Regions from separate parts of the Mus musculus genome. Here all the other regions are linked to region 1. The links are chromatin contacts, called in public promoter capture Hi-C maps. All regions are on one chromosome and are shown on one strand. The core of a region is the stretch at or near the end of the contact, and the rest is flanking DNA. Distances in the headings are between cores, read along the strand shown. Region 1 holds the start of Clic4 (chloride intracellular channel 4 (mitochondrial)). Region 2 holds the start of Nudc (nudC nuclear distribution protein). Region 3 holds the start of Gpatch3 (G patch domain containing 3). Region 4 holds the start of Zfp46 (zinc finger protein 46).

What was found. Promoter capture Hi-C pulls out the DNA fragments that hold promoters and counts their contacts.
Region 2: a promoter capture Hi-C map of pre-B cells shows a contact between it and region 1, with 4 times the contacts expected there. The contact joins the promoter of Nudc here to the promoter of Clic4 in region 1.
Region 3: a contact with region 1 is called in a promoter capture Hi-C map of pre-B cells, with 3 times the contacts expected there. The contact joins the promoter of Gpatch3 here to the promoter of Clic4 in region 1. A contact is called at or near these places in 1 of 39 promoter capture datasets (pre-B cells) and 1 of 115 datasets of contacts at active chromatin or transcription factors (pancreatic cancer cells).
Region 4: a promoter capture Hi-C map of pre-B cells shows a contact between it and region 1, with 3 times the contacts expected there. The contact joins the promoter of Zfp46 here to the promoter of Clic4 in region 1. A contact is called at or near these places in 1 of 39 promoter capture datasets (pre-B cells) and 1 of 9 other capture datasets (adipose tissue).

What each region holds. Positions count from the first base shown.
Region 1 is chr4:135,269,635-135,275,146 of GRCm38.p6, reverse strand. It overlaps Clic4 (chloride intracellular channel 4 (mitochondrial)), which reads left to right and starts at 2,387. Exons shown (of 6, transcript NM_013885.2): 1 at 2,387-2,629. The coding sequence starts at 2,558.
Region 2 is chr4:133,542,988-133,548,499 of GRCm38.p6, reverse strand. It overlaps Nudc (nudC nuclear distribution protein), which reads left to right and starts at 2,473. Exons shown (of 8, transcript NM_010948.3): 1 at 2,473-2,695. The coding sequence starts at 2,615.
Region 3 is chr4:133,571,273-133,576,784 of GRCm38.p6, reverse strand. It overlaps Gpatch3 (G patch domain containing 3), which reads right to left and starts at 2,040. Exons shown (of 7, transcript NM_172876.2): 1 at 1,575-2,040. The coding sequence starts at 2,025.
Region 4 is chr4:136,282,568-136,288,079 of GRCm38.p6, reverse strand. It overlaps Zfp46 (zinc finger protein 46), which reads right to left and starts at 2,013. Exons shown (of 3, transcript NM_009557.4): 1 at 1,599-2,013; 2 at 765-1,008. The coding sequence starts at 870.

The DNA of each region.
Region 1 (5,512 bases), core at 1,138-3,637:
CAATGTGGAGTCTTTTGAGGCTCTGCTGGGCCATTTTAAGTGTGTGTCTGTTTGAATTTACCATTTGGGATCACGGTGGAAAGGCTATACTGTGAGGGGACTTTAATCTGTTCACAGTTCTGTGAAAAATTAACAGGGGACCCAGTTCAGAGTCCAGCTGTCCCTTCTATTTGTTTCTGGTTTAAGCTTTGCTCCACAGGACAGCCTGCTGGCTTTTCTTACTTTACCACAAACTAGCTAGCCACTGAGTGGAACATGGCGCTGGCTTTGCCTGTAGGGGTGGACAGGACGCCAGAGGCTCCACGAGGTCCCAGCCCTCCCTAATTACACAAGGCGGTAACCAACACCACCCTCTCTAGTCTAGATACGGAACGGAAGTCTTAGGTTTCTGGTTACTTTGAGGCAGGGTTTAATGTAGCCCAGGCTAGCTTCAAACTCATTTTATAGCCAAGGATGACCCTAAACTCCTAATCTTCCTGCCTGCCCTTTTGGAGTGCAGGGATGACAGGCATGGGGCACCACACTCAGTTAGGCAGTGCTGAGAACTGAGTCCAGGGCTTTGAGCCTGCTAGGCATACAGTCTTCCAGCTGACCTACTAAAACTTTACTGTGCTGGGCAGTTGTAGCACAATGCTTTTAAATCCCAGCATTTGTGAGGCAGAGGCAGGTGGATTTCTGAGTTCCAGTCCAGCCTGGTCTACCGATTGAGTTCCAGGATAGCCAGGGGTATATAGAGAAACCCTGGCTCAAAAAAAAAAAAAAAAAAAAAATACGGTGATTGTTGGTTGCAGTGGTGGACACCTTTGACCCTAGTACTTGGGAGGTGGAGAAAAAAAACAGGCAGACCAAAACCCAAACCCTGGTGTGTGTGTGTGTGTGTGTGTGTGTGTGTGTGATGGCATTCTGTAGAAGTCAGAGGTAAGCTTTCTGGAGTTGGTTTTCTCCTTCTACCTTTAGATGGCCCCAACATCACATCCAGGTTGGAAGTCTTGCAAGGCAAACGCTTTTACCTGCTGAATCATCTTGACTGCCATTATTATTATTATTATTATTATTATTATTATTATTATTTTGAGGTAGTCTTGCAATATACCCAGACTGTCCTCAAACTCTCAGCCCTCCTGCCTGAGCCATCACCTGAGAGCCACGTATATGTCACCAAATCAGGCCGAGGTTTAGGGTGTTTAAGGCCACTGCCAAACTGTGAACTTAAAACAGCCTTACTCCGGAGCATTGATGGATCTAATTGCTGGGGCACAGCATCCTTCTCACAGAATCTAGCAACTTGGAGATGGGGTTGAGTGAGGATAAAGTAGTTGCAGGTTGCACTGCATTTTTACACATCATTCCAATTTGTTGAAGCACTCTGATCCACACTAGGCACAGAGGATGTGAGATAACCATGACACCCCGCTTCCATCCCCCAATTTAGCCTTTCTAATCAACTCACTCATCACCCTAGCCTGGGAGGTACCACAGAATGAGCAGATTAAGGAAAACCAGAAGGCAAATTTCCCAAAGGTGACATTCACTGACGGCAATTCCGCAGTAGACCGCGTGTCTCAGGCCCCTGTCCTCAGGGTGTAAAGTACTCGCCCCTGCGCGCTGAGTGGCACTCAGGTGACTCATTAAACTTCTCCAGGTGAACGGAAGACAGGAATCGGTCCAGGTGGGGCAAAACAGCACGGATAACGTTTTCAGAGTCAGGCGCTGCCTCAAGCACTGGGGTTGTGCTGGAGCGGGACGCTGTCCCACCGTTTTGGCCTAATTCAGAGCCCGGGACACAGGACGACTTTACAAGAACTTTTGAGTATCTTGATTTCAAATAGAGAAGGATCACGAAAGGAGATCCGCGGTCAGAAGGATTAAAAAGTTCTTAAGGACATGAAAACTTTCGCAAAAGTTTTCCAGGAAAAGGCGGCCGCGCCTAACAGAAGTAGCCGAGGAGGCCGCCGCCCCGGGAACCGGAGGGGACGATGAGTCCCTGCGGCTGCAGCGGGGGAGAGGGCGCGAGGCGGGCCGCCGCATGAGGTCACTTGGCACCCAACCAGCAGCAGCTGCGCCGCGGAGAGAGGCGGTGTCAGGCTCCGGCTCCAGGGACCTTCCCCGCCCACCCCCTGAGGGGCGTGGCTTCGGGGGGACCTCCCGGCCAATCCGCGCTGCCCAGCCTAGGCCGCGCCCCCAGCGCCCTCCAGGCTCCCTAGTGGTCGGTCCGTGGAAGCTAGAGCGCTCCGCTGTCTTCCTCGCCTGAGGCCACGCCCCCAGCTGTGGCCCGCCCATTTCCCCCCCACCCCTGCAGGATCCTGGCCACTGCTCCGCCCACGCCCCGCCCATAGGGCTCCGCCCAGCGGTTTGAAGCGGCCGGGACCGCAACCCCCTCAGAGTCGCGCGCGAGGCGTGAGGCGGTGCTGAGGATCTGAGGCCACGGGCAGCCAGACGCCGGGACTGTCCAGCGAACGAGCAAGCCAGCGAGTGAGCGAGCGGCGGGAACCCGCAGCCACAGCAGCCCCGGAGCCACAGCCGCAGCCGCCGTCCGCGGAGCCCAGCCCAACCGGCCATGGCGCTGTCGATGCCCCTGAACGGGCTGAAGGAGGAGGACAAAGAGCCCCTCATCGAGCTCTTCGTCAAGGTGAGCGCTCACCGTCCCGAGCGACGCGGGCTGACGTCCCCGCACCCCGAAGCGCCCCCACGCGGCATCCCCGCAGCCCGAGGCGGCGCCGTACCTCCCGCGCTCATTCCCATTGTCTGGGCTCCGCGCCTTCCCGCCTCGCAGCGGGACCTTGGCGGACCCTGCGGGCGCGGCGACAGGGAGGCGACTCCGCAGGGCGGGACGCGCCTCAGCTGCGCCGCGTGGGTACTGTCACCCTCCTCGCCGTGTCCGACCCCACCCCGCCGCGAGCCCCAGCCTCGGGCCGCGGGGCTGATAGCTCACCCAACTTACTGGAACGCTAGCGCCTGGCCCGGGTGAAACTGAAACTTTAACTTTGATACAATGTTAAATAAAGTAAAGGGGAGGAGGGACCCGGGAGCCGTAAACCCAGCAGTTGGGAAAAGTGGTCTAGGGAAGATCCCGAGTTCAGAGCCAGCCTTGGCTGCTTAGTAAACCCAGGGCAAGCCTGGGATAGGAGGGACCCTCATCCCAGCCCTCCTCCCGCATGGGGGAGGGGAGAATTTTTTTAATGCGGGCGTGGTGACTCGGCTATGACCCAGCAGTAGAGGCTTGAGGAGTCCCTCGAGTTCGAGGCCAGCCTGGGTTACAAATGTGAGCCTCCGGACACACACCCAAAACCCAGGCAACTAACTGCAAAGAAGAAGAAAAAAAAAAAAAAAGGAAAAGAAAAGAAAAAGCGAAAAGAAGGGTGGATGCCCCAAGGCTTCCGGAAAATACAGAGATTCCCGACTTGGGTTTTCCTGTCCGGTGTTTTACCACCATCTGGTTTTCTTGTTTCTCTAGCGCGCCTGTTTTCACATGATGCAACCTTTTGGCCGCTTTCGTTTGCTGTTGCCACCTCGGCAGGCAAGCCCGTTTGGTTTGAAAGAAAACCTGAATTCTCCGCTCTCTCGGGCTTAAAAAGGTTCATTCCTCTCGCCCTCCTCAGTTTGTAAACCCTGGAGCTGCCTTCTTCGCCTAGAAACGCTTCTCTGACTGCTCTCCGCGCCTCTCCCTTTTGGGGCGTAGCGAAGGAGGGAAAAGTTAACGCAACAAACATCTGGGTCCCCTGCTTTACTGAGCCTCCTTGGAAACCCTGACGTTCGTTCTGTTAGCCACTAAATATCCAGGCTTAGGTCGAAACTGGCAACACTAGAAGTCCAACAGGCATCCAGTACTAAAGTCTGCCCTTTCTTAGTTTTAATTTGAAAGAGCGGAAATTATCGAAGGATGTGTTCCAGAGATGGAAGGCAGAAATCTGCAGGGTGGTAACAATGTTTGCCTTAGTGTTTTCTGTTAGTTGCTGGTTTTAGAACTTTTTTTTTTTTTTGGTCTAGAGCATCGGCTCTCAACTGGGGGTCAAGACCCCTTTGAAAGATCAAACGGCCTTTTTACAGGGGTCACCTAAGACTATTGGAAAATGCAGACAATTTCATTACAATTCATAGCAGTAGCAAAGTTACAGTTATGAAGTAGCACCAAAAATAATTTTACTGTTGGGGGTCAGCACAACATGAAGAACTGCATTAAACTGTCGCAGCATTAGGAAAGAAAAGGCTTAGGGCTCTCAAAATATCACAATGTCTGCGACTGGAGGTGGCAGACAATACTTTTGAGGAACCTGAAGAAATGGGGAGAGGGTCGTGGAAAACAGCACAAAGAAGGGAAGACGCTAGGCTAGAGATAGCGACGGGACATAATGGTTTCCCTCTTCTTGTGAGAACAGGGTCTTACTCTGTATCCTGTGCTGTCTTGGAACTCATAATGCAGTCCAGGCGGCCTCAGGCTGGGATTATAGGTGTGAAACATCACGTCCGGCAGGAAGGAGCTTTGATAAACTAAACAAAGCCAAAGAAAGCCCCCAAACCGACTCTGAAAGTGTAGATGCTAGTCTGAAGAACAGTGCTTAATGGTAAAACCTTAGAGGTGCTAAACAACTTGGAATTCTAAACTGAGTCTTTTGGAAGGCAGAGGCAGGCAGACCTCTGAGCTGGAGGCCAGCTTTGTCTACATAGTGAGTTCCAAGCTAGCCAGGGCTGCATAGAAAACCCAGTCTCAAAATCAACCGCAAACACAACAATCACACAGATACTAACACTTTATAGCTTCTGCTCAGCGTGCTTTGGGAGGCCCTGGCCAATAAATGATGGCAAGAGAAATGTTTAAAAACTAGGGAAGGGATTGGAGATGTAGCGCAGTGGTAGCATGCCTAGCATGGGCAAGGCCCCATGTGTGACCTTTCAGCAACACAGACACACTGTCTCTCTTGGAAGGGATGTGACAGATGCCTTCTGCCCTGCTCAGTGTTGACTTAATACTTCCATAAGGAGATGGGTGGGGTGCCTTTTCCCAAAGCTGAGTCACTGGCATACCCCTTCCCAGTGGTCCATATTTGTAGTTGGAACCACTGAATTTACAGGCCTTGGAGGTCAGAGGTCAGCCATAGAGTTCTGTGCCCATTGGCTGGGCTGTCCTGGGCCATTTGTTTTCTCTTGAGCTTTTTTTTTGTCTGTGAAATGCTCTTTACCCTTCTGTGCTTCAGTGTAGGCCAATTGTACGCTGATACAGACCCAGTTGGTTGTTTGAAAGGAGAAAGGAAAGGAGAAGGTGGCAAAGGCTGGCGGTTTCGTTTTAAACCCTGACGTGGGAAATGCACCTGGGGAAGACACTCTATAAATAGAGTTAGTTTTGAAAGCCATGAGGGGCGGAAACTGGTTGTCCAGGGTGGTAGCCTAAACAGTGTTAGTGTTTCACCAAGTATCCTGAGTTGGTAGCTGAGAACTTTGTTGGCGTTTTTTTACTTTGGGACATAGGATCTTAGTCTGGACTGAAATAGCTCTGGAGCTCACACCAGTCTCAAAC
Region 2 (5,512 bases), core at 1,224-3,723, 1.7 Mb after region 1:
TTGGTGGTTAGCCTCTCGTTTCTTTAGTGTATGTAGGTCAGGGGTGAATGTGGGGGCTGAAGAGAGGGCTCAGCAGTTGCAGTACTTTATACTTTTGCAGAGGACCAGGGTTCGGTTCTCAGCACCCACACAGCAGCTCACAACCATCTATATGTAACTCCAGTCCCAGGGGATCCTGTGCTCTCTTCTGGCCTCTGCAGGCACCACACATATACGATGCACAGGCATCCGTGCAGGCAAAACTTATATACATAAAATAAAATTTAAAATTTGTTTTAAAGCCGGGCGTGGTGGCCCATGCCTTTAATCCCAGCACTCGGGAGGCAGAGGCAGGCAGATTTCTGAGTTCGAGGCCAGCCTGGTCTACAGAGTGAGTTCCAGGACAGCCAAGGCTATACAGAGAAACCCTGTCTCAAAAAACCAAAAAAAAAAAATTTAAAAATTGAATAAAAACATTTTTATTTTATTTTATTTTTAGAGACAAGGTTTCTCTGTGTAGAACTAGCTGTTCTTGAACTCACTCTGTAGACCAGGCTGGTCTTGAACTCAGATCTACCTGCCTCTGCCTCCAGAGTGTTGGGATTAAAGGCATGTGCCACTACTGCCTGGCTAAGTTTCTTATTTTTTAAGCTTGACAGAAACTCTACTTTGACAGTGCTTTTCCTTATTGTCTGCAGGGTCAAAGTGGTGTTTGAGGATGTAACGCCCTTGGCGCACTCGGGCCCTTCCTGAGGACAGACTGACATCATGGTTGTTGCTGTCAATCCTATTCAGGAAGAGAAAACTGAGGGAAAAGATACCTGAAGAGTGAGAGAAGGCTAGGACTAGGATTACTATAGCCCAGAGTCTGAAAGCAAGCCATTTGCTCAGAGAAGTCCAGGCCTTCTGTATTAGGGTTTCTCTTCTCTTCTCTTCTCTTCTCTTCTCTTCTCTTCTCTTCTCTTCTCTTCTCTTCTCTTCTCTTCTCTTCTCTTCTCTTCTCTTCTCTTCTCTTCTCTTCTCTTCTCTTCTCTTCTCTTCTCTTCTCTTCTCTTCTCTTCTCTTCTCTTCTCTTCTCTTCTCTCTCTTCTCTTCTCTTCTCTTCTTTTTTCTTTTCTTTTCTTTTTCTTCTCCTCCTCCTTCTTTTCTTTTTTCTTTTCTTTTTTTTTGAGACAGGGTTTCTCTGTATAGCCCTGGCTGTCCTGGAACTCACTCTGTAGACCAGGCTGGCCTCGAACTCAGAAATCCACCTGTCTCTGCCTCCCAAGTGCTGGGATTAAAGGCACCTGCCACCACTGCCTGGCTTGTACTAGGGTTTCTTTTGCTGTGATGAAATACTATGACCAAAAACAGATTGGGGAGAAAAAGGTTTATTTGGCTTACATTTCCACATATTAGTCCATCTTTGAAGAAAGTAAGAATAGAAACTCAAACAGGGTAGGAACCTGGAGGCAGGAGCTGATGCAGAGATCATAGAAGGTGTTGCTTCCTTATAGAACTCAAGACCACTAGCCCACAGATAGCCCCACCCACTGTGGGCTGACCTTCTCCATCAATCACTAATTAAGAAAACACCCTACAGGTTTGCCTACAGAAGGATCTTAAGGATGCATTTTCTCAATTGTGGCACCCTCCTCTCTGCTGACTCTAATGTCAAGTTGATATAAAATTAATCAGCACAGCTTCTAACATGGAGATGACCCAGACCAGCTCTCAGAGACCTCAATCTGATAGAAGGAACCTGCTCTTTGGGAGTGACGTTCAACCCTTAAGAGTTCCTATTCCAAGGTGTGAGATAGCCAGGCTCTCTGGAAAAGTTAATGTAATAATCTTGTAACAGTATAGCACTCTCAGGTTTACAAAGTAATAAATAAATGTACGCGCCGGCGGTGGGGAATCTTCAGGCTATACAAGCCTGCATGCAATCTCAGTGCTTGGAAGTGAAGGCAGGCAGGCCAGGAACACAAGTTTGTCTTTGCCTTGGATACACGGGGCATGTCTCAACAAAACAAAACAAGCCATCACCTCTGCCGTCAACAGCAACGACAAAACAAACAAACAAAAAAACAGAAAAACTAAGGATTTTCAGACAGTAATGAAAGAGCATTAATCCTAGTGCAAACAGTTTGTAAAACTGTTCTACTCAAACTACAGTTTTGTGCTCTTTTCTTAAACGTCTAGTAGGTTGACCCTTTGGTGAGTGCTTTCTTCCTGAGTCTTAACTGCGGCTTGTAGGAGGAGAAGGCTAACAGTATCACTTGATCAAAACTTCCAGCCCTATTAAGATGTGAGCTCAGAGCTTTCTAGAAAGCTCCCAGGTATCTGGTGACCATAGCAACTCAAGCCAAACTCTGCGGCAGCGAGCCCCGCCCACTGCCTTGGGACCGCGACTGTTGATTTGCTCCTCGGCTTAGCCAATGGCCAGAGAAGCGGGTTGTGTTCCGGGAGCTCAATGGGCACCGATGGGCGGGGAGGCGGGAAGAAAGCCGGGAAGGGCGAACCCGCACGGCCGGGCGGCTCCTGCGTGTTTCCGGCTCCGCTGCGGAAGGCTAGCGAGGGGAGCCGTTGGGCCCGCGCGAACCGTGGGGAGCGCGGGCATCGCAGAACGCGAGTGCGGAGCTCGGGGCGCAGCACGATGGGAGGGGAGCAGGAGGAGGAGCGCTTCGACGGCATGCTGCTGGCCATGGCGCAGCAGCACGAGGGCGGCGTGCAGGAGGTAAACGACGTGGCCCGCGCCGCAGCCCTTCTCCGCGGTCGGCCGAGACCTCCCCCACCCCGGCCGCGCGGGTCCCCGGGTCCCCGCGTCCCAGCTTCCGGTCTGCCCAGCCCGCGAGTGAAGTCTCGCTCCAACGCCGTCAGCGCCCTGCACTTAGCCCCCAAGAGCAGTTTTCGTTGTCCCAGAGTGACCCCAGAGCTTCCGCACCCACTCTGCGCTCCACGGGTGTTTCTGCTTTCATTTTAATGGTTACTGTGTAGAGCATCCCTAATGGTGGTTACTCTTTAGAGCATCTCTGGGCCGACTCTTCTCGATATGATCTGCATCTTACCCAAAGTGGAGCCTGCCTATCAATACTGTGTAGGGTAGTGAGAGCCCGGGGGGGCGGTTAGCACGTGGTCTCTTTATACTTGAAAGTATACTGACTGAGGAAGTGAGCCGGAGACCTGTAGGTTAAGCTCCCTCCTGGTTTATCCTCAGTTACCTCGTCTGTGAGGTGAAGCTTAGGAATATCAGTTCCTGTTGTTTTTTTTTCTTGAGTCAGGGTCTTGCTCTATATCCCTGGCTTACGCAGAACTTGCTATATAGACCAAGTGACTTCCAAATCAGGGTTATTCTTCCTCTGTCTTCAGAGTGCGGGAACTTGGATATGGGCCACCCTGCCTAGCACCTAAGTACTTGTCATTGTCGTGTACCAGACACATAATAAGACTGGGTCCTGGGGATGCAGACACGGAAGAGACTAGGCTTTGCATTTGGGGAATTTGTTGAGGGTTTCTTGCTTTAAAAAATTATTTGGAGCCGGGTGTTGCTTTAATCCCAGCACTCAGGAGCCAGAGGCAGGTGGATCTTTGAATTTGAGGCCAGCCTAGTCTACAGAATGGGTTCTAGTACAGCTTGGGCTACACGGAGAAGCCTTGTCTCAGAAAAAAAACAAAACCAAAGAAATTTATTATTATTATTATTATTATTATTATTATTAGTAGTAGTAGTAGTGTTTGTGACAGGACAGTTTTAAGGGGCCAGTTTATTCCTGCCACCAGTATCTGGGTTTTTAGGGTTGAGTTGCTAGGATTTTGAGGCAGTCAATTTTACCCAGTGATTCATCTTGCTGGTCAGGATAAGATGGTGCGTGACTGGAGTCCTAGCACTGGGGAGGAAGAGGCAGGAAAATTGCTACAAGTTAGAGGTTAGCCTGGTCTGTATAGCAACTTCTAAGCCAATCAGGGATATATAGTAAGACCCACAAATATAATAACCCCCAAATAACCCATAGGTGATGTTAAATGGCCAGACCTAGTTCACACAGTGGGTGTGTAGCAGATGAGCTGGTAGAGGTAGAAAACCCAGATATTACATTCTGTAAGCACCTGAGGGTCAGAGAGTGACAAGTTTACCCAAAGCCAGGCCCCCAAGTCCCCGAGGAGACGGGCTCCTGCCACCCGTCACTGGGGATGGCTTTCCATTCTGTCTTGGTCAGAGTGACCACTGCTGTGATGAAGCAGGAAGAGCAGCTTGATGAGAGGAAAGGCTTTATCTTACTCACAGGTTCACAGAACAGCTCATCATCAAAAGTAGTGGGGGGCCAGAGCTGGAGGCAGGAGCGGATGCAAAGGCCATAGAGGGGCATTGCTTACTGGCTTGCTCCGCCTTTCTAGAACCCAGGACCATCAGCCCAGGGATGGTACCGCCCCCAATAGGCTGGGTTCCATCCATCTCTCCTTAAGAAGCTGCTCTAGAGGCTTGCCCGCAGCCTGATCCAATGGAGGCAGTTTCTTAATTGGAGTTCCCTCCTCTCTGATGACTTTAACTTGTGTCAAGGCACATAAAACTGGTTGCCACACCTTCGAAGTCTTTTTCTCTAGGTGCCTGTGTTAACTGAGGGCTTCTAAACCCTTGAAGCGGGGGAGTCTTGTCTAATCTGCAAATGTGAACCTTGTCTGCGTGTTCCTAAACTGACACAATGTGAAAGTGTTTGGGAGTGAATCCACTTTGTTTCTGTGAACTCAAAGTGTCTAGAGGTAGGGATGGCTGTCTCAGATTCAGAACCTCTCGCTGGGGCTGGGGCAAGTGAGAGTCGTCGTGCTAACTGGGGGCCTGCGCCAGCTTGGGCTTCTCCCCAGGAGTCGACTGAGCATGGGCCTGTCATAAAACACTTGAGCCAAGACACTCTTTCAGTGCTCCCTGCTTGCTGTGGATGTGACGTGACCATCTCCCTAAGCTTTGCTTTTTTTTTTTTTGTTGTTTTTCGAGACTTGGTTTTTTTGTATAGCCCTGGCTGTCCTGGAACTCACTCTGTAGACCAGGCTGGCCTCGAACTCAGAAATCCGCCTCCTCTGCCTCCTGAGTGCTGGGATTAAAGGCGTGTGCCACCACCGCCCGGCTCCCTACGCTTTTGCTCCTTGTCTTTCCCACTGTGATGGGCCAAGCCTGAAACTATAGGTCAAAATAAACCCTTTCCCCTCTTAAGTTGCTTTTCACAGGTCTTGTGGTTTTGGTTGTTGGTTGTATTTTTTGCTTGCTTGTTTTTTTTTTTAATCCCAGCACTCAGGAGGCAGAGGCAGGTGGATTTCTGAGTTCGAGGCCAGCCTGGTCTGCAAAGTGAGTTCCAGGACAGCCCAGAATATACAGAGAAACCCTGTCTCGAAAAACCAAAAAAACAAAAACAAAAAACAAAAAACTAAACCAGCATTTCTGTGGGAAACAAGACAAGTCCCACTGCATAGCTGAGGCTGACTGTAAACCTGTGATCCTCCTGCCTCAGCCTCCTCAGCACTGTGCCGCCACACTCAGTTATCATTCTCATTGGAAAAATTC
Region 3 (5,512 bases), core at 791-3,290, 1.7 Mb after region 1:
CAGTTTCTTTCTTTCTTTTTTTTTAATAAAAGGTTTTATTTATTTATAAGTACACTGTAGCTGTCTTCAGATCTCATTACAGATGGTTGTGAGCCACCATGTGGTTGCTGGGATTTGAACTCTGGACCTTGAGCAGTCAGTGCTCTTACCTGCTGAGCTATCGCACCAGCCCCCTACGTTTTGTTTCTTTACTGCGGTGTGCACATTACAGTGCACCTATGGAGGCCAGGATATAGCTTGCTGGAGTTGCTTTTCTCCTCCCACTATGTGGGTCCTGAGATCCAAGTCAGGTCTTCAGAGCGGGTAGCAAGATAAGCAATCTTTCTTGGTAGCAAAGGATTGTTTTGAGAAGTCCATAAGAAAATGATGGGCTGATCAAATATGGTGGCATACACTTATAATCCCAGCATGGGAGGCACAGGCAGGAGCCCAAGGTTACTTCTTTTGTTTATTTATTTTTGAGGCAGACCCTGTCTGGTCTGAAACTAGACATGTAAACCAGGCTGGCCTTGAATATAGAAATTTGATTGCTTTTCCTGGGATTAAAGGGGTTCACTACCACACCTGGCTCAAGGTCATTGGAACTTTCATAGAGTTTGAGGCCAGCATAGATTACATGAGAGAGACACACACATAGAGAGGCAGCTCATGCTGTATGTCTTGATAAGACATTGCTCCTAAAGATTCTGCTTAAACCATAGCCGGCATATGCACTCGAGTGTGTGTGCACACGCGCACACGCACACACGCACACACACACACCTCTTTCTATGAAACTGTTTAACTTTGAGCTGATACCAGTTTTTCATTTTTGTTTTGTATGTTATTTTTTTAACTTTTGAGACAGGGTCAGAGCTAGATAGTCTTGGCTGTCCTGGAACTCACTTTGTAGACCAAGCCAGGCTAGAACTACAGAGATCCATCTGCCTCTACTTCCCAGGCACTAGAACTAAAGGCATATATACCACCACTATTGCTAATGACTCTTTAGGATGAACTGTTTCAAAATAATTTATTTAAACCTCTCCATCTGGCATTTTAAAACACCTGGCTTCCTTTTCCCCAATGGACACACTTGTGCCCAGCCCCTCTCTGCTGCCCCCAGCTCTTTCCTCTGCAGAGCCTGTCTTCCAGTCGCTAGGTTAGATTAGAAGAAACCAAGTTTCCTTTGTGCATTTCAAGATATGGTTCCTCTGTGTAGCACTGGCTGTCCTGGAATTCGCTCGCTCAGAGATCCTCCTGCCTCTGCCGCCTGAGAGCTGGGATCAAAGGCGTGCCTTAGCGCACCGGGCTCCAAATATCCTTTTTAAGAAATCATGTCAGTACAAAAATCACCACCCTTAGGGAAATGGTCCTTAAGAGGGGATACATTTGAAACTTATCTATACAGATCTCAGTTGTTTTGTCTGTTTTGCCTTGTAAGTCCTTGAGTAAAAACATGCAGATTGGGCTGAAAACTTGTAGCTTTGTCCAGAACTAACTTAAGCTCTAAACAGTGATAACCTATCTTAACCACCCAGGCAATGCGCCTCTTTTCCAAGGGCCGTGCGTCCGGTCCATTCTCTCCCCCTTACCTGAAACCTCGGTGGGAAGCCTAAGCCTGCGGATGAGACAGCGACCGGGAAGCCAGGTCCCCTGAGAGTCCAGCCACCGGCGACCGGAGTACATGCGAAGCAGCCGCTGGGCTTGCGCCGCTCCCCTCACCGAGACGACGCAGCAGCAGGTGCGGGTCTGGGCTGCCGCAGAGCCCCGGGCGCGGACAGCGCGGGCATCGGAGGCCGGAGCCTGGGCGAGAACCGGATCCTCAGCGGCGGGGTCCGGGCCAGCCCGGGCCGCCTCGGGACTCGCCTGCGGAGGGCCCCTCTCGGGCCGGTGCCGGTAGTGGAAGCACAGGAAGCCTCCGCCGCGCTGTTCCCGGAACTGGCTAAAGTAGCTCCGTAACTGAGCCGAGCGTAACACGGCAGGGATCCCGCTCACCACCAGGTAAACCGGCGACTCTTCGTCCAGCTCCCTGGGCGACGCCATCTTGGCCTGTCACATGATTGCTTGGCGTCCACTCTCGCGAGAGCACCACGTCTCGGATGCTGGAGTTTGGTCAATGTGGCATCGGTGACCGTTTGGTACTTGAAGTTTCGTTTTAATTGCTCTTGGGCCGAATCTGTGTTTCCAGCTCCACAGAAGATGGAAAACTCGTGCGATGGGCTGGGCTGTAGCTCAGTGATAGCTGGTCCAGCGTGTGAGAGGCTCTAAGGAGGAACCAGTGTAGAGCACCGGGATGCTGAGCGGGAGGTGGCGGAGGTCTGATGCAAAACTGGACTCTACAGTACCAACCCAGCCGGGCGTGGTGCCTCACGCCTTTAAACCCGGCACTTGAGAGTTAGAGGCAAGCAGGTGTGCGTGAGTTCAAGACCAGCCTGGTCAACATAGTGACTGAGACGGGGCTATGTCGAGAGAGCCTTTCTCAGGGCGCGGGACGGGGGAGATGAAGAGATGCCCCGGCAATTAAGAGCTTTCGCTGCTCTTACAGAATACTTGGATTGGATTCCCAGCACCCACGTACGAGGGAACTCTCCCATACGTAACTCGTTTCATGAGATTGGACACCCTCTTCTGACCTCTAGAGGCACATACGTGTTGCACATACATACATGCAGGCAAAATTCTCATGCACATAAAATTATCTGTAACAAACCGGGCGGTGGTGGCTCACGCCTTTAATCCCAGCACTCAGGAGACAGAGGCAGGCGGATTTCTGAGTTCGAGGCCAGCCTGGTCTACAGAGTGAGTTCCAGGACAGCCAGGGCTACACAGAGAAGTCTCGAGGGAAAAAAAAATTTTTTTTGGTTTGGTTTGGTTTTTTTGTTTGTTTGTTTTAGATTTATTTATTTATTATATGTAAGTACACTGTAGCTGTCTTCAGACACACCAGAAGAGGGCATCAGATCTCATTACGGATGGTTGCAAAGCAGTTGTTGGGATTTGAACTCCCGACCTTCAGAAGAGCAGTTGGTACTCTTAACCGCTGAGCCATCTCTCCAGCCCTCAAAAAGATTTTTTTTTAAATGTACAAATACATGCATAGACATCGAAAACTATTCCCAGAGATCATAGGCGAAAACCATATTGCCAGCTTCGGACGACCTCCGTACAAGGCGTTGAGTCCCTCACAAACAAACAGTATAGCTCTTGTGATTGTGTGCAGTGTTCAGGAAGGCCAGAGGAGGGCGTTGGAGCCTCTGGATCCATTTTTTTTTTATAAAGATTTATTTATTTACTATATGTAAGTACACTGTAGCTGTCTTCAGACACTCCAGAAGAGGGCATCAGATCTCATTACGGGTGGTTGTGAGCCACCATGTGGTTGCTGGGATTTGAACTTTGGACCTTCGGAAGAGCAGTCGGGTGCTCTTACCCACTGAGCCATCTCACCAGCCCTGGATCCATTTTTAAATTCATAGCGAGTGCAACTCTGCCCAAAAGTAGGCCCTTCAATTTCCTGTCATGGAGGAGGGGGAAGGCTCATGAGATCGCACCCCTCTCTAAGAATTTTTATACAGTTGATGGTTGATGGTGGGTGTAGGTGTTTCTGCTCAGATGAAAGGGTAATCCTAGAACTCAAGGGGAATGGTACCCAGTGGAAGGGCATCCTGGGGCATGGGAGCCCAGGGACCTTACGGCTCTGAGAGGAAGTCTCTTCCTCAGCAGAAGCATTGCAGCTCCGAGGGAAGGGGATCCCCAACTGAACTCAGGCGCTCAGGAGCCTCAGCCCCAGTCCACATCTTTACTTTTTGTCTTCATGGCTTCTTGCGACGAGAGAGTCACACCAGGCACCAAATCTCATGAAAGAGATGTATTGGAGGGTCCAGCATGTGGAGGGCTGAATCCAGAAATGGCTGCCCTCTGCTCCTGGGCGAGGACTGGACAAAGGGCAGAGCTTATATGGGCTTGCTTAGTGGAGGTGCTTTAGCAGGGCAGAGATTTCCAGATGTAGGATTGGTGGAATTTTAAGTCCTGAGCTTGGGGCGCTCAGAGATTGGTGGCTTTTCTCACCCCTTTTCCCTGCATCGGGTCCATGGATTAAGGTGGGAAGTCCTTCCCAGCCACAGCTGGCTTTGGCTGAGGCGCCATCTCTGAGGAGGCTGGAGTGGAGTTGTGGCCACCGTGGACAGCTCCTGCTGAGGTGGGAAAGAAAATGCTCCTGTGATAGTTGCAGGGTGAGATGTCGTGTTTGTTTGGGTTTTGGTTTTGGTTTTTCGAGACAGGGTTTCTTTGAATAGCGCTGGCTGTCCTGGAACTCACTTTGTAGACCAGGCTGGCCTCGAACTCAGAAATCTGCTGCTTCTGCCTCCCGAGTGCTGGGATTAAAGGCGTGCGCCACCACGCCTGGCAGGAGCCGCCATTTTTGACAGCTGCTGTCGGGGCATAGGGAGAGAAGGAGAGGCTGGTGGCGGGCACTTTGAAACATTCTATCCTGGGTGGATAATCCTTATGACTCTCCAAGTAAACAATGGAGGCTGGAGAAATAACTCAGCAGTTAAGAGCCAGAGGACACAGATTCAATTCCTAGCACCCACAGGGCAGTTCACAACTACCTGTGACTCCAGTTTCAAGGGATCTTCTGTCCTCTTGAGGGCGCCAGGTATGCACATGATCTACTGATAAACTTGCAAGCAAGGGCTGGCAAGATGGCTCAGTGGGTAAGAGCACTAACTGCTCTTCCCAAGGTCCTGAGTTCACATCCCAGCAACCACATGGTGGCTCACAACCATCTGTAATGAGATCTGATGCCCTCTTCTGGTGTGCCTGAAGTCAGCTACAATGGGTTTTTTTAATTTTATATATATATATATATATATATATATATATATATATATATATATATATAATTTTATTCGAGACAGGGTTTCTGTGTATAGCCCTGGCTGTCCTGGAACTCACTCTGTCTGTAGACCAGGCTGGCCTCGAACTCAGAAATCCACCTGCCTCTGCCTCCCAAGTGCTGGGATTAAAGGCGTGGGCCACCACTGCCTAGCTGCTACAATGTTAATATATAAATCTTAAAAAAAAAAAAAACAACTTGCAAGCAAAACAAAACATACAAAATAAAAATTAGGGTAGAATTTAGAAAAGTAAACAACTCACAAGTCTCAGTTCCTAAAACATACAAGATTCACAAAGTCCCCTCCTCAAGTATATATGAGCAATAAGGACTGCTGGAGAGAAGAGACTTTCTAACCTGTCCAGCTGCCTTCAAGTTCAGCAATGAACTCCAGGGATGCAGCTTTTGTAAGTCATGCTGGGGTGACTTTTCTTTTCTTTTCTTTTCTTTTCTTTTCTTTTCTTTTCTTTTCTTTTCTTTTCTTTTCTTTTCTTTTCTTCCTTCCTTCCTTCCTTTCTTTCTTTCTTTCTTTCTTTCTTTCTTTCTTTCTTTCTTTCTTTCTTTTTTTGTGTGTGTGACTTTTCAATAATGAAGCTGACTGATTTGGAGTCATCCATGCTCCTATCTGTAACC
Region 4 (5,512 bases), core at 764-3,263, 1.0 Mb before region 1:
CTACCAACCGAGCTGCATCTGCAGCCTCACGACTTCTCCTCTGAATAGGATCTGTGAGCTGACTATTCAGTGGTTCTTCTGAAACAAGACTGGGGCTGGAGAGATGGCTCAGCAGTTAAAAGCACTGGCTGCTCTTCTGAAGGTCCTGAGTTTAAATCCCAGCAGCCATATGGTGGCTCACAACCATCCGTAATGAAATCTGATGCCCTCTTCTGGTGCATCTGAAGACAGCTACAGTGTACTTACACATAATAAAAGGAAAAAGAAAGAAGACACACTTGAAGGATGATCGCCTCTGAAAGATCTCTAGACAAGAACCGACCTAAAGTACCTGAAGCAACGCTGCAGCTATGGAGCCAAAACAAACATAGAAGGGAGGTTTCTGTCCTCCTGTGAACCCACCTCAGAGCCCTCATCTTCCAGCGCCCCAGAGAAAAAGCACCATTTATAGGGCATTTATGTCCTGGCGAGCACCAGAGTGTAAGACCTGTTTGGTCAGTAATCTGTACAAACAGGCCACAGAGCCGCTAATGACTCAGGGCACGAGAATCCTCAGAGTCTCGGAAACGGCAGAAACTTTACTTTTCATTTAAGACTGGGAAACACGGATCTTCCCACACTTAAAGATTTGAATGAGCACCAAAGCAGGTAACTAACCGTGTGGTTTTCCTTAACAACAAACAAGGCTGTATCGAAAAGACCTAAGCCGTTCTGACAGTTTCAAAACCCCTAAGAGGTAAGACAAGATAAAAGTCCTCACTCACCCAGTGAGACAACATTTCCGTAATTCTCCTGCATCACATCCCTGTAAAGATCTCTCTGTGTAGGATCCAGAGGTCTCCATTCTTCCCGAGTGAGGTACATGGCCATATCTTCAAATGTCACAGGGGCCTGAAATCACACAACGCTTCCTCACTACTTGGTATCTAGGAGTTTAGAACCAGCTTTTCTTCTTGAAATTAGAGACATGGTTAGAAATGTCGAGAAGGCAGTGGCATTAAGTCTCATCTGTAGAGTCCGAAGGAAAAAAAAAATAATAAAGAAAGAAGAAAAAAAGACATGTGGTCAAAAGACAGGGGCAATCTACTAGCTTCCCGCTCAGGCCGTCCCTGCCCACTTTGGACCCTTACATACAAGGCTCTCCTTTTCTTAGACCAGTGAAATTCTCGTCTTTATGGCCCAGTTCTAGAGCCAACTGCTGTTCTGTTTCTCCCCACCCTTTATCACTCTTCGCTCCATCCTTGGACACCACATCTAGAATTAACCACTCCTCGACTTACTATTTCCCACACCACAATACGTCCTTGCTCAGGCCAACAGAATACTTACCATATCGCATCCAGGTTAACCGGACACACCGTTCTCCCTACAGATTGTTGGCAAGAAGGGTACCACCCATCTTGTTTGGTTTTATTCTCCTCAGTATTTAGTCTTACAGTGGGTGTTCTATATATGCTTGTATATGGTTATATTAGCCAACTCGAAGCCCGTATACTAAGCAGAATAGCAAAATGAGCTTATCCCAGGGAATTTCCTATAGGGGTTTGCAGACGGGGAAACACCGGGCAAGATGGGTAAGCAGAGCCCTCGGGGCTTACCTGAGTCCCAGACATGAGCAGGGTGGCTGCCATCTCGGGCTCAAGCGTTCGTCTCCTGGGAGAGAGAGAGCAGGAAAACCAGCTAGCAGACAACGTTGAAGGAGGCGAAAAGCAGGACGTGAGGCGCGGCAAGAGGCCCTGCCCACTACTCCCTAGGGCTGGAGTTCTGGTCGCAGGGTATGAGGGGAAGGCCCAGGACTGGTCACTCTCCTCTCTGACTCCCGAAGAGTCACCCACTCTCCGTGTCTCGGTTAATATCGAGTACGTGCAACGTTAGGGTAGGAGAGGGCAGGCACTGGCTGGGTGCCCCCTAGGCTGGGGGGTCAGGCCGATGCAATTCAAGGGAGGAGGCTTTCAACCCAGCCCATAGAACGCCTCTGCTCTGCCATCTCCGGGCTGGGACCTTTCCGGCAGCAATCCCAGCCAATCAGCGAAAAGAAATCGTAAAATATCTGACCAATCAGAAGCCAAACCATCAGCCCTCCTCCTGCGGCGTGGCCGGGTAGCTCCATCACGCGTGCGCGCACCTCGCGGCCTGACGGGACTTGGAGTTTCACTCTGGCGTACAAAGGCCACTTAGCAGCCAAGAGCAGGGGAGGGAAAAGAACAAAAGGGAAGAGACAGGACCGCGACCTTCAAGACCAGTGAGAATACCCCCACACATACTTTTTTCTCGGAAACCACAGCACGACTCAGCAAAGGAAGCGTCTGTGTTTTTTTTTTTTTCTCATGGCCCTACGACCATCTTTGAGTCATATATTATCCGCGAGGTTAGATTGAGTGTGGAAGCTCGGGCTGACCTCAGCTGAGATCACCCCTCATTTGACAGCCCAGGCCAGAGCGGGAAAAGGCTTCTTTTCCCTCCCTTGGGAGACTCCCTGGCCGGGATGGAACTTTGGGCCCCGCCCACGGACTCCCAACACCGCCTGAAGCTCTCGCTTTCTGGATACTGAGAACTACAACTCCCAGTAGGCCTTCCGGCAGTCACAACCCACCCCAGACTACATATCCCACGAGGCCTCGCGTCCCCTGTCCGGTGCTGGAGTGCTGTCCGCGGCCCGGCCCAGGGTGTTCCAACGTTAACCCTGTAGGGAGCGTCTCGAGCTCTTTTATAGAGACGGAGCTCAAGTGCACCCATCTAAGTCGCCAAAACATTGAAATCAGAAGCGGGGGGGTGGGGTAGGGTGTGTAGGGAAATAGCTGGCCCTGGAGTGGGAGACTCAGGGACTTGGTACTCTTGAGGGTGTCTCTGCTGAAAGGAATCTTGGAGACCTCCCAACATCATGAAAACCTTAGGCCTGCGACAACCTGGAGTCCTAAGGATGCTAGTAGTCTCTGTTTCAAAGAAATCACAAAACCAGATTAGGACAGAACGGACAGGCTTACCTCCTGGTCTGTGGTCGCTGGCTCCTCAGAGATCTAAAGAGGCCTGACGTTCAGAAAGGTTCTAGATATCACCAGCAGATTCCAGAGATCTCAGGGCCATGAATAGAAATCCGAATCCATGGATTAACAGGCAAAGGGCAGGGTTTGGTTGTAGGATGAGCACAAAGCTTCAAGACTGCAGAGACTGTTCTATAGCTCCGGGAAACAACAATCTCATAAACAGATCTCCGAGGCCACAACAGCTGGCCAAGAAACATCAGCGTTGGCTATGCTGCATTCACTCAGAATCCTCCAAATGGAAGGACTTGTAGCCTTTCCTTTCCCTAGCGGGGATGAAGGAATTAGACAATGGAAGGCGAGGGCTAAGCAAAACAGGGATTCTGTGTGGGGAAGAGCTCCCAGCTTGCTGTAGCCTTGGAGAGGGAAGTGATGGAAAAAGAATATAGCAGCTTATTAGGGACTCCCACCCTCTTCAAGTTATAAATATCCCCAAACCTTGGCTTGATGCCCAGACGCCTGTTGTCTCTGACTGAACGGGAGACTTCTCTGCCTAGGCTGGGAAAAGGGACTTTTCTTTTGTTTTACAGATACATCCACACACACTGAAGGACTTGGGGAATTTTTTTTTTCCAAATAAGATTCCCGGCCATGCTTTTATTAGAGTGTTCTGTTCCCAATGCCCAGTTATTTATGGCTACATGACTCAGGGGTCTAAAAAAAAAACAAACTAGCAGGACCCCTACCAGCCACAATGAATCTCTTCTACCTGTGCTTCTCTTGTGCTCCCAAGGGTAGGACTAAAAAATGTTTCGATGCCACAAAATTGCACTATTCTACCTACTGTAAAATGTATCCAGCCACCATGTGAGTTAGAATCCTGAAGGATTTACAACAGCCAGAATATGGGCATAAAGATTGGACAGACCTAGGCTGGGTATCTTTCAGAAAAATCTCTCCAGGCCCATTTCCTTTTTTAAATTTTATTTTATCTTTAATTATTTATAAAGGGGAGGGATATGAGCATGTGAGTACAGGTGCCTGGAGAAGCCAGAAGAGAGTGTTCGGTTCCTGCTGGAATTACTGGTGGTGGTGGTGGTTAGCATCCCTCTAGGCTCCGCCCAGCAGTTACCTAGCAACAGCCTGCCTGTCTCTACCCCAGGTACTAGCCTGGAGCCAGGCAGTATAAGGACTTATCTCTCTCTCTCTCTCTCTCTCTCTCTCTCCCTCCCTCCCTCCCTCCCTCCCTTCTTCTTCCTCTCTCTCTTTTCCCCACATGTCCTAGCCAGCCTTTCTTCTCTTCCTTTCTTCCTCTCTCTTCTCTCTGTCCTCTCTTCCCCTTCCTCTGCCTCTATTCCTTTCCAGGTCCCTGGCTCCCTTCCCCCAATAAACACCCTTTTATACCAGACCTAAATGTTTGAGGGGACACCTTGGCAGAGCCCAATGAAGTGCTCTCTCTTGAATTATTATGCCACGTTCGTAAAATACCACAGTTGTAAGCCACCTTATATGAGCACTGGAAAACAAATTTGGGACCTTTGCAAGAGCAGTATACTCTTTGAACCACCAAGTTATCTCTCCAGCCCTTCTCTCCTTTTCTGTACAGTTGGAATTGCCTCTGCTAAGGATGTTGGGGAGGGATTTAAAACACACCTGCACAAAATGAACACTAAGACCGTAGGTATTTGGATGAGCCTGCCTTTCATAGCAGGAGAAACTTCCAGAAATGCTGTGGGTATATTCAGTGGCCTGAAGGTCTGGGAAGTCCACTCTGGGATGACCTTATCTTCACACTATTTCCGCTGGAAATACAGCCAGTGGGCGGTGTCAAGTGAGTGGTCCGTAGAGCCTACCTGGGATTACTAGTAACCCAGCAAATTGAGGCCTCATTCAGAGAAAGCGGAGTCAGGGGTCAATAACCAAACTCCTAGAACAAGGAGAGTGACTGGTGTTGAGGCAGTCTGCTTAAGTCAGGTCCCTCCCTGGAAGGGCCTCCCTCTCAAGGCTCTTTTGTAAACTCTGAGGCCTTTTGTCCCGCTGCTGCCAAGCTTTAAACCCTCTTTTGTCCCTCCTGCTTTTCCTTTTATTCCTAAGGGCTGTGCCCGCGAGCAGGATGGCTCTGTGTGCCCTGCTTGTCAGCTTGCCCCTAGTGTGTGCTTTTTCTTTACCCACCTGGGAGAGGAGTGCAGGTGGGAGCAGGTTGGGAAGCCCCTGGAGGAGTGGGGAAGGGAAGACAGAGGCTGTGGGGCTTCCTGTTCCAGTTAGTAGCTTGCTTCCAAGGGCTGGGAGGCAGTCCCTGGAGGAGGAAGCCACTTCCTGCCCTATTGTTCAGGGTTACGCAGAAATACTCTTCTGGGTTTTCTAGATTGAGTTGGAAAGTCCTGTCTGTTCCATCAGCATTCAGCAAATGATGATGACCTACTGGGTGTGGAGGCTTCCCGCCAGCCTGGTCTGTCCTGGGGAAGTGAGGACCCTTCTTGCACGTCTTTAAAGTGTGCATTTGCTACTGGGCGAGTGTTCCTGTGGGGCTC